Regions from separate parts of the Gadus morhua genome. Here region 1 is linked to region 2. The links are chromatin contacts, called in public Hi-C maps. All regions are on one chromosome and are shown on one strand. Each heading gives the region's core, a stretch centred on a gene start, on an enhancer-like site or on the middle of the called end of the contact. The rest is flanking DNA. Distances are from core to core; before and after follow the strand shown.

Region 1 (5,427 bases), core at 1,817-4,316, 210 kb before region 2:
CCGTTGGTGTCGTGGATTTCGGATCAGTCCGCCCCACAGGCTCAAACACACAAACAATGCCTCCATATGAAGCTGCAATCTGTGCCGGAAACACAGCAAAGAAAAAATATGATAATTGGGTATAGAATATCCTTACGCATCTAATAGTAAGGGGCATTTCATAAATTAAAAAGAAGGCTTTATGAGAGGAGGAAAAATTACTTCCAGGCCCAAAAACCCTCCAAGTCTAAAGGTGTTGATTATGACAAAGCACACTTCCACACTGCTGAATGGAGTGACTGACAAAAATGTATTAAGCGGTATTGAGGTGACCAGGACCTTGAGTAATACAAGCCGTGTACCTAATGAGGTAAATAATGTCAACTGTCAGGGATGATGAATTGAGCGAGTAACACACAAAAACTTCCAAAAAGGCCCCACACACACACACACACACACACACACACACACACACACACACACACACACACACACACACACACACACACACACACACACACACACACACACACACACACACACACACACACACACACACACTTCCCTTCTTAAACTCATGACAAAAACGGGGACTTTTATCATACAAGTAAATATAAATGGCTTCTATTCCACTAATTTCCCCTTGCCTTTGCTAGAGCTTCACCTTCTATCTATGGATATGCATGTGACAGATATAGAATTTACCTCCCCATGTAAATTTTAACCTTGTGTTGCCATAGTTTACACACTTAAATCCACATGCGTGCATTTGGGGATTTTTTTAAACGATGAAACTGTCCAGACCCAAAAGGTGTTTCTGTGACAAGAAGCCAAGCCGCTCTTACCCGGCCTCCGTCCAGGGAGCAGTCCACGCATCCCACTTGGATGTTACCATGCTTTGCCCCGGGAATGATCTGCAGCCGCTCAAAGTCACTTCCCAAGATCACCACGTCACAACCGGACGCATAGGCCTGTCACAGCGGAAGACAGAGGGGCAAGTCAGGGGATATTCACTCAGACAGGGATGAAAAGGACGCACCACCGCCAATGTCCCACCTACAGAGACAGTCATCTGCCATTTTTGTGTGAACTTTAAAGTAAATTAACCCGATTCCGTCAATGGAGTCTGACAAAGAATCCATTAGGATGATTGCTATTTAAATTACAATAAGTCACATCAAATCTGCAAATCTGCAATTAAATAAAAACAATTATAATAATTAATAAATGAATTACAGCCCCAAAAATAAAGAAGATTTATAGTAACAAAAATCACCATTAATCTACATTGCCTAGAGCGTGACTTATTTAGGGTCGACAACTTGATCATTTCACTTTCAACACATCAACAATTACCTTTGGTTAACAGTGAAGACACTAATCAAAGTAAAAAGAGTAAACTGGATCATTGTAGTCGACTAAGGTATTAAAACATGGGTCAGGCAATATCGACTTTAAAAGGGCTGCAAGCAAGTTCACTCCAAGGCTGTGTCAATCTCTTACCGTGAATGGCACATTATTGACACTCCCCACGGAGAAGCAGTTGTCCCCTGGATTGACTGCCCCTGTGAGGACTTGATGGAGGTTCATGACTTAAGTTTCACCCACACCATGTGCGGCACTGGCCTAGTGCAGTATTAATCCTCTCTTTCCAGATCTACGTGATGTATGTGCAAAACCAGGGTAATGACAAAGTCATCTTTGAATGAAACCAAAATGTACAAAAGTAATCCTGGAACCCGATGTTGAAGAAAGCTGGAATGGAGAGGAAAGAACGTTTTGAGTGTAAGCATCCAATAGTATTAACAGTGCATTCACTTAATGTATCGCCTATCCCCCTGCGTCTCTTGGTCAATATCGCTCTCTGTTTAGAAAGCATTTCGAATGAGTAATTTCGTTGTAGCCTACATCCTTATTCCATTTGGGATACAGCCATGAAACCAGTGGAAATGAATGACAAACCTTAGAAATATACCTCATAGGTAATACAGTGTTTCCTTTTCCCATGACAAAGGTCTATGACATTAATCAGCGTCGGCCTTGCCAAATGGGCAGAGACTGCTGAAACCTTATCGCTCTACTCCACATACAATCCCCATTACTGATAACGGCCCAGTGCACGAAAGACAAAAAACGTAATTAAGAACGGTCAATAAGCGTTTAAATAAAGAATATATATATATATATATAAATATATACACACAATATCAGTGATTCAAATGAACATCCTAGTACAGACAAAATAGTTGATTGTTACCCAAAGTTAGTGGGCCATCCCTCCGTCCTTTAGGAGCAGAGTAGAAAGCACAAAAGTCGGTCTAACTCGACTATCTTGCTACCAGTTGCATATAGACTTAGGCAAACCACTAGTATTTTAAACGAGGGACTCTCCTGCACTATTTACTTCCAGTACTGTTCACTTCCCTGTTGCAACTCACGTGATCACAGTCAACATTCCCACGTACTGCCGAGAGACAAGTCAGCTTAATGTTATAACATCAGCCTGTCACACAATTCAACAGTATTACAGGAAGCTCATCAGAAGGCATGTACATACATATGTATAGCCAAACCATCAACATCTTCTCGGCAGTCACATACGCAAACTCTAGATCCTGAACGAGGAAGCTAATTTCAAGTTAGCTAGCTGTCAAGTGTAGCCAGTCAACACAGCACAGCATCACCCGAGCAAACGTAACGCTGGCACAATTGAAGGAAAATGCAATAATAACTTCGCTACTCACCAGGCGATATTGTTCAGCAACCATGCACCAGCAGCCCTGCAATCTGAACCTTTAACACAAGGTCTAGCCGTTTTATTTACGTGAGATAAGCTAGCTTTAGCACACGACTACTTGGGGCACGCCGAGCAGTTTTTTTAGCCAAGGTTATAAGCTAGCCAAAAATGTTAACGCATGAATCGTGTCATTCAATTACGGACACACTGCGGTTGCTTAGACACATAGGCAAAGCCCCTCACGTAAAACGCAAACCAAAAGGATGCTCTAAAGTTATGAAATGGATGGGATCCTGCGAGCAAGCTTTCAATGTTGTCGATGTGTCACGATGACTGTTTAGGTGCAATGCATCTTGGTCATTGTAGTTTATCAATGCTGACACGTTATGGTTCAATTGGTTACAATTTTAGAGGTTTGTTCTCATCATTTTAATGTTGTGTAGTCTCACTGTCTATAGCTGAAATGTAGACTTAATGCGGTTTGTGATTGGTCAATAAAGCCCTCGAACATAAAAATAAGGCGCCTGTGTGTGTCTATTTATCATTTTGCAAGTCTTCGTATTATAGTTTTTTAGCTCTTGATTTATGCGATAATGCAATCAATGTATTCCACAGCTTCTGAAAAAGAATGCCTTAATCTCCTAAAAGTAGGCTAAATATGTGTCAATAAAGTGCGAAAGAAGGCCACAAGAGGTCCCTATCCAGCTGTGTCTAATCAAAATGCATCGGCTAGTGTCCGCAGCATTGCTTGTTTTTAGGTGTGTGTGTGTGTGTGTGTGTGTGTGTGTGTGTGTGTGTGTGTGTGTGTGTGTGTGTGTGTGTGTGTGTGTGTGTGTGTGTGTGCGCGCGCGCTCGCCCGTGTGCGTGTGTGCGTGCGTGCGTGCGTGTGTGTGAGAGAGAGAGAGAGAGAGAGAGAGAGAGAGAGAGAGAGAGAGATATGTTCAATCCATATTGTGCATGCATCTATTCAACTTCAGTACACATTTCTGTCCTTAAACACGTTTACACATGGCATTGTGTACGTACAGTTTACATCAATGTGTTTTGAGCCTGATGGTAACATGCCAACCATTTCTCAATAACCTCCTTCTGACCTAGAGTTTGCCAACAAGTGGCTTGGGGTGCTCTGGTGTGGAGTGGGATCCAAGCATCCTCAAAATCAACAGTGTGGGCCTACATCCGACATTCAGCTTGCCCTCCTCGTAATGGAAAACAAAAAGAGAGCAAGTTGGGGAGAGGACATTTCAAGCTCAATTAAAGCCAAGGGTATAGAGATAAATGTCTCAGACAGTCTATTCATGAATAATTAAAATGGCTGACATGTCAGTGACATTAGCGCACATTCAGGACGTTCCTTCCATGGCAGCTGGCTGCCATTGATGGGGACAACGTTGACTTTTACTCATCGGGAAGTAGGTCACAATGTTATTAAAGATTCAGCTCATGCTTGTAGTGTAACTATACTAAATATTGCATTGCTTTTCAATATTGACATACACATGCACAGGGGTCTATGCCCTTTCAAAACCCACACAATGTATTCCTGCACTCGTGCCTCTGTGCTTGAGTATTTGTGTGTGCATACGTTTTCGCTCAGATGCAACCTACCAACCACCCACACAGACAGTAAGAGAGAAGGGGAGAGAGATGGAGAGAGAGAGAGAGAGAGAGAGAGAGAGAGAGAGAGAGAGAGAGAGAGAGAGAGAGAGAGAGAGAGAGAGAGAGAGAGAGAGAGAGAGAGAGAGAGAGAGAGAGAGAGAGAGAGAGAGAGAGAGAGAGAGAGAGAGAGAGAGAGAGAGAGAGTCAGAGTGTGGAAGAGAGATTCCATCTGTTCAAATTTCATCAATCCATTTCATAAGATCTAGTGTCGGTTAGTCTTTAAATAGTCTATTCAAAGGTAAAATTATGAAAGATACTAAGATAGAATAAAATATGAGTTATCGTAATTTACCTAGACATAATTAGGCTTTCAAAGAGTATCTGTGGATACCTATTGTTATTGTAAGGATTCTTCTAATGTTATTCTGGATTGGTTACGCCAAGTTTAGCCCCTGATTGCGCAAAAGTTTTACATCTGTCAATGATAGGGGGCGTAATAATTCGCAGTCCCGCCATCCCGATAGAAGACAATTACTGAGACTTTGTAGACTGGCCTTATTTTATATGCTGAACATTGTTGCACGTTTTGCGTCGATAGCTCAATCGATGACATCACAGTGTCAATTAAAAAAAGTGATCATGCGGGAGGCCCCACATGCCTGAAGGGGGCACTAAATAACACAGAAATGGCATGTAGGCCTACCGTAAAACCCCGATTTGGATTGGTTCCAAATCGCTTCGGAAGATTTATCTCATCTATCGTGAATCAGCGGGATAAGGCTGTGCGTGTGGGCTGTTACAACGTTCGTGACTGCTAGTGCTAGCAGTCCTTTTTTGGGGGATTCAATTATTTGTTAGAAATTAATAACATCCGGACTGTTTGTGTTTTCCCTCTTTTAATTACTTTTACTAATAGTAAATTTTGTAGGGCATCAGCCCTGCCATGGTCAGTGGTTTGATTCCAACTTTCTTAATGACTCTAAACAGCATCCGCAAATTACATTTGTTACATTAGATTGAATTTCATTTATCGATTACTGTTTTTATTCATATTTGTATTGATGAATACGTGTGTTTATTACCCTCTTTAATGTTTGCTGTCTATAACAGCT
Region 2 (5,208 bases), core at 2,083-4,582:
CTAACAATGTTTTCAATCTCTATCAGTGTTTTCTTCCTGAGCGGTACGGATTTCCATGACTCTCAATCAACTTTAAAAGGCTTGCATATTAAATGTCACCCAGCGAGGATGAGTTTGTAATTGGAATTTACAAACATTCAAATTTGCGCATCGCAAAAAATGCATGGGTAGTTGGTTTCTTAGAGGTTGAAATTTCATTGGATGCTTGCGCTGTCCAAAAGCCTGGTAGTGTGTCCTCTGTCCTTCCTTCCTTCTCCCAACACCCCCCCCCCCTCCCTCCCTCCCTCCCTCCCTCCCACACACACACACACACACACACACACACACACACACACACACACACACACACACACACACACACACACACACACACACACACACACACACACACACACACACACACATGAATTGTCTGTGACTGGCTACCTGGCTGATGCACTGAGATATAGCTCATCAGCCAGTTGTTGCAGTGTGATACATGAGCAGTGGAGAAGAGAGGTGGCTAAGTGTTTTACGATGCAGAGTGGAGCAATAATAGTAAACCATGTGTGAATGATAGACTCTAGAACCCAGACTCAGCATTTTAAGAGAATTCTGTGTAGGAGTTGCGTGTTTCCTCTGTGGAATCTGCTGTGCTAAAAAACAATTGCACATGTTTGCCTCAACACAGACAGTGTGAAAGTGCATTTTAATTGCACTTTCAATTCAATAAAGTATGGAATAGGTCTGAATACATGGTACACTGCGGCCATTTCAGAGCTTTGGGGAAAGGGAAAAGCAAGACTTAATCAAATGGATTGCGAAGACCGAAAAGGATCACAAGAAATGTCCGTTATGTAAGAGCAAGTTCAAAGGAAAGGCAAAAACGCTATATAATTAAGCACAAGGGCAACTATTTGCCCTATTTAAAACGAAGACAACAGATAGCTCCCTGCTCTCAGGGACCTGAGACCCAGTTTCGAGAAATTGTGACATAAAAAACAAGCAACCAAGCAGCGTCCTATTGTCCCTCTGATGTTCTTCAATACACAAGTATTGAAGAAGACACGTTATGGCTGTATTCTGCATCTACTCTCCGCAGCCAAAGCCCAGGTAGACCGGTGACCCCCTCGCTGTCCTGCTGTTAGAACAAAGAGCCGCAGCAGCTGTAGTCAGGGACGACAGGAGAGACTACGCACAAGTCCCTGGGAAGAAAATTCTCCGAAGATGTACGACGACAAGAGCAACGACATATCACCGAATGCAAATGGAGGGTTGTTATTTTTGTTGTCTCATTATGCTGTTTTTGTCAACAAAGTGCCCTTTTTATGAGGCAGAATATTCAGGGAGAGAACATGCGGTATAATAAGTGGACAATGTTTGTTTGAACTATTACCACATGGGAGAGGGGGCACAGTTAAATACAACACTGTGAGTGTTGGGCTTGACTCATAGCTGCATAATTCATGCTTAGTGCCAGATCGGTGATAATGTCCCCTAGCTACAGGCTCTAGTTTCAAAATAAATAATGAGAGCATACATTTGAATGACACACAGATAAAAGCAGAAAAAGCTCATATGTGCTTCACTGAATGCCATCAGTAAACATTGAATCCACAAATGATGCAGATAGATGAAAAATCTGAAAAGGTGGCAAATCTTAATCCTTAATTCCGAACCACATTTTTCGCTGTTGTAACGTGACCAACCGCAGCTCAATCCAGCTCAACCCAGCTCAACCTGGCAACTATTACTCCATCGAATCACCTTCTTTGGGGCGAAGACGGTCTGCCTGAGCTTATCCACCAGCTCCGGGCCAGCGGTGGCCCATGTCTGGGTGAACACCTCCGCCTTCTCCGGGCTCACGTGGACCGCCTCCAGCTGCTGCTGTAGTGATGCCGGCTTCACATTATGATACACCGCCTGAGAAGGAAACACCACAGGACAGTAGAGAGCATATGAAAAGGATGACCTCACCTGATTATCAATGTATCCTTAAAGTAATAAACGCTATTCATTCATGTAATTACAATTATCACCTATATCTTGTATGTTGATTTATATATGGCCATATATAGATCGGACGACAATATTGATATTTATTTTAAGGTCCAGAATTAGTATGTGCACACACATCTTAAAGTACCATACTGTATGTTTTTATGACGTGACATGATGTCGGCTTCTCTTCTGTACAATATTGTGATCTGCTACAATCATTTTTATCTGCATTTACACAGCAGTAATTTGGCGATATTGTTTCCCATGCTTTCAACCCACCTCTATGGGAGCAGTAGGTGGCAACATTCCTGCTTGGACCTAGCACAAGCCTTATACAGAACCAATAGGACTTTTCACACAATGGTAAACCCTGGTATTAGTTGACAAATACATGACAAAACCATAAGCAGAAAGCGACAATGCTCCATATCATACTTGTTCCAGGATAAATGAGACTGTTTCGAGAACTAGCGTGAGAGCAGGTTTTTCCAATGATAGCGCTGCTTGAAGCTTCAGCTCCTCGTCTTCACTAAGTATCCGCTCTCCCTACGTTCAATAACAAAAGGAAAGCAGCCGTTAGAATTGTTATGAGAGATGTACAGATGTCAATGTTAGAGTAAAAATAAACAAACACTATCGCATAAATATATATCCAGAAACAATTGTGTTAATACATTATTTTTCCATAGCACCTGTGCTTAACAGTTAAATATCTGATATTTGAATGAATACAGTGCAGCAGCAGGCTTACCTTCAGGTGAAGTTTCTGTATGATCCTAGAGATCAGTCTTGAGAATTTGTTCACGTCAATAGCATTGATGAAAGCCACTGCCTCTTTGATGCTGGATGGAAGAAACAGCAACGTTACCCTCGTTCGATATGCATATTCCATAAAGAAATTCCAAATAACTCTGAGGGACGAGATGTATTGGAATATCAGACTTTGAATGGCAATAACAGAGTCCAGAATATTCCTCAATCAAGACCATTCACGTACGGTAGTTCCTCAAATCTAGCCCTTTCTAGTTCTCAAAAAACGTATACACCATGAAGAATATAACGTGTTAATGAAGCACACAAAATACCTATCTTGAGGAATTCTGACTGATGTATACAAGGCTCCCCTGTAATATTGCACTGCATACAGTAACTGTTAGCTCACTTATCAATAGTAGCCTATTTGAGCGTAAACAATAACATACCTTTGCGTTTCTTTGAAAATAGACGCCATGATGTTTAATTGTTATTAATAAAGCACCATCGACAAAAGTAGATAATTTTTGTTGCCACAATGTAAATGTCACTTCTCTCTTCCTGTTGTCACAAGTAACGCACGTGAGTGTCAAAACTGCGCAGAAATGCGCTCTCATGTACTATTCGTTCAGAATTAGAAACAACTAAATCGTAGTCTCTCAGAATTTTTTTTAAATCTTAATGATAAACTCTTAGTTAGGAATATTCATAGAGATACTCAAAAGGAACATTTGTGATCGCCGTTATGATACGTTGGGGTCGCTGTTTGCGCAGTAAATGCGCATGGTAACGTAACTACAGCATTGACAGATCCTAATCTTACGATTTTACTTTATTGTATTCGAAATTGCCAGGAAAAAAGTGATTTAAGTTATTTCCGGCTATTAAATGCATGCCATTCATTATTCAACAGGGTACTAAATGGTGGGTTGTCATTTCTGGGCATAAATATATCAATCTCATGATGACATCATCGATTTCGGTATTCTCCGGAGCCAAATACTTGCAAGAAATATCTTTATATATCCTTCAATGAGGTTTGGTTTTATAAGAATTGAACACCAATTGAGGCAAATTCATATTTTTTTCCTTCAAATTAACCGACACAAAGACCCAAAAAAGATTGAATACTTTATTTACTTGCAAAAGTAAAGAAAAAAACGCCATGCATAGAATAAAATCTAAAGAAATACTTTCATTATTTTGCAAACTGATAAGACAATGAAAAGACATATCAGCATATACAGTAATAATGACCATCATACAGCATTATTTTAATATAAGAATATTCTTTCACAGTTTGTTTTGATTTTACAAACCATTTCAACAATACTGTTTCACTTTGCCATTGAATTCGGTTCCACACCGTGAACGATGAATGGAATGATTGCTATGTTCTGGCACAACCAAACCAACCAGATGGTCCCTATACTCCAGAAAACACTTCCCACTAAAAACCTTGATCTTCATACAGGCAGAGACATACAAGTAACCAAACAAAAATAAACATTTCAATAGATCTCCAGGTCCAAATCAGCTGATCGTTAAAGAGTGCCTGTGAGGGGTGGGGGCAGAGGAATGTACTACAGTTCAATAAATACTTCCATCTTCTCTCTCAAACCAACAAGCCACATAGAGGACATTCATTTTAAAACAGGACAAACCAAAAAAACTAAAAAGGAAAAACATGATAGAGGAAATCTTTTGCTTCACGCAGTACCTTCAATACTCGTATATGTTGAATAAAAACTTTGTGACGTGAGGTTTTGGTAAACAAATTGCATCACAGTAAACACTGGTGGACGTCTGCGGGCCGGGGTAGCCATCTTGCTGCCGCTATTTGAAGGAGGGTAAGTTTGGCACTTTTATGCTGATGTCTCCAATGTTGATGTTTCTGGGCATTTCGGGGAGATTCATGTTCTTTACGGCGGATACGGCGCGTGCGGGCGCCCCTGCGATGCCGGCCTAGATTCACACGGAGAAAAGAGACAGGCAGGATCACTAAGAAACACCTCGGAATCAGACATGATGTGCACGACTCCACAACACTGTTAACACATGACAATCCAAACACGCTCACACACACACACACACACACACACAGACACACATATGATGCAATACTCAACATATAATACTAACAACGATAAACAACAGACAAAATGCAAAAAAGCACTGACAAGTAAAAAAAACAAAAAACAAACAGACATGTGCAAAATGTACATTCAGATGTCGTACGTAGCCTCATATGCACATGCACTATACGGTTCTTGGATGGTTTACATCACGAACCGGAAAACCACTATGAAGTCGACTGTGAGAGAAGATAAGTAGGTCATTCGTTTGGGTTTGGATCACTCAGCTGTATTTGACATGTATCAATAAGCATGGGCAGCATTGCTCGCAACTTGTGGCCCCTCAGGCTGTAGAAGACCGGTGAGGGTACAAAATGCAAAGAGAATTTTGGTAAAGCAG

The links. Hi-C and Micro-C count contacts between places; a contact is called where the count stands out from the background.
Region 1: a contact with region 2 is called in a Hi-C map of blood, with 10 times the contacts expected there. The contact joins the promoter of dmxl1 here to the promoter of commd10 in region 2. A contact is called at or near these places in 4 of 6 Hi-C or Micro-C datasets (blood, gill, gonad and 1 more).

The regions. Positions count from the first base shown.
Region 1 is chr6:15,197,217-15,202,643 of gadMor3.0, reverse strand. dmxl1 (Dmx like 1) reads right to left here and starts at 3,066. Exons shown (of 52, transcript XM_030359847.1): 1 at 2,724-3,066; 2 at 1,483-1,734; 3 at 825-950; 4 at 2-79. The coding sequence starts at 1,569.
Region 2 is chr6:14,989,363-14,994,570 of gadMor3.0, reverse strand. It overlaps commd10 (COMM domain containing 10), which reads right to left and starts at 3,332. Exons shown (of 7, transcript XM_030359867.1): 1 at 3,183-3,332; 2 at 2,732-2,822; 3 at 2,416-2,526; 4 at 1,747-1,902. The coding sequence starts at 3,211. It overlaps ap3s1 (adaptor related protein complex 3 subunit sigma 1), which reads right to left. Exons shown (of 7, transcript XM_030359147.1): 7 at 3,976-4,698. The coding sequence ends at 4,517.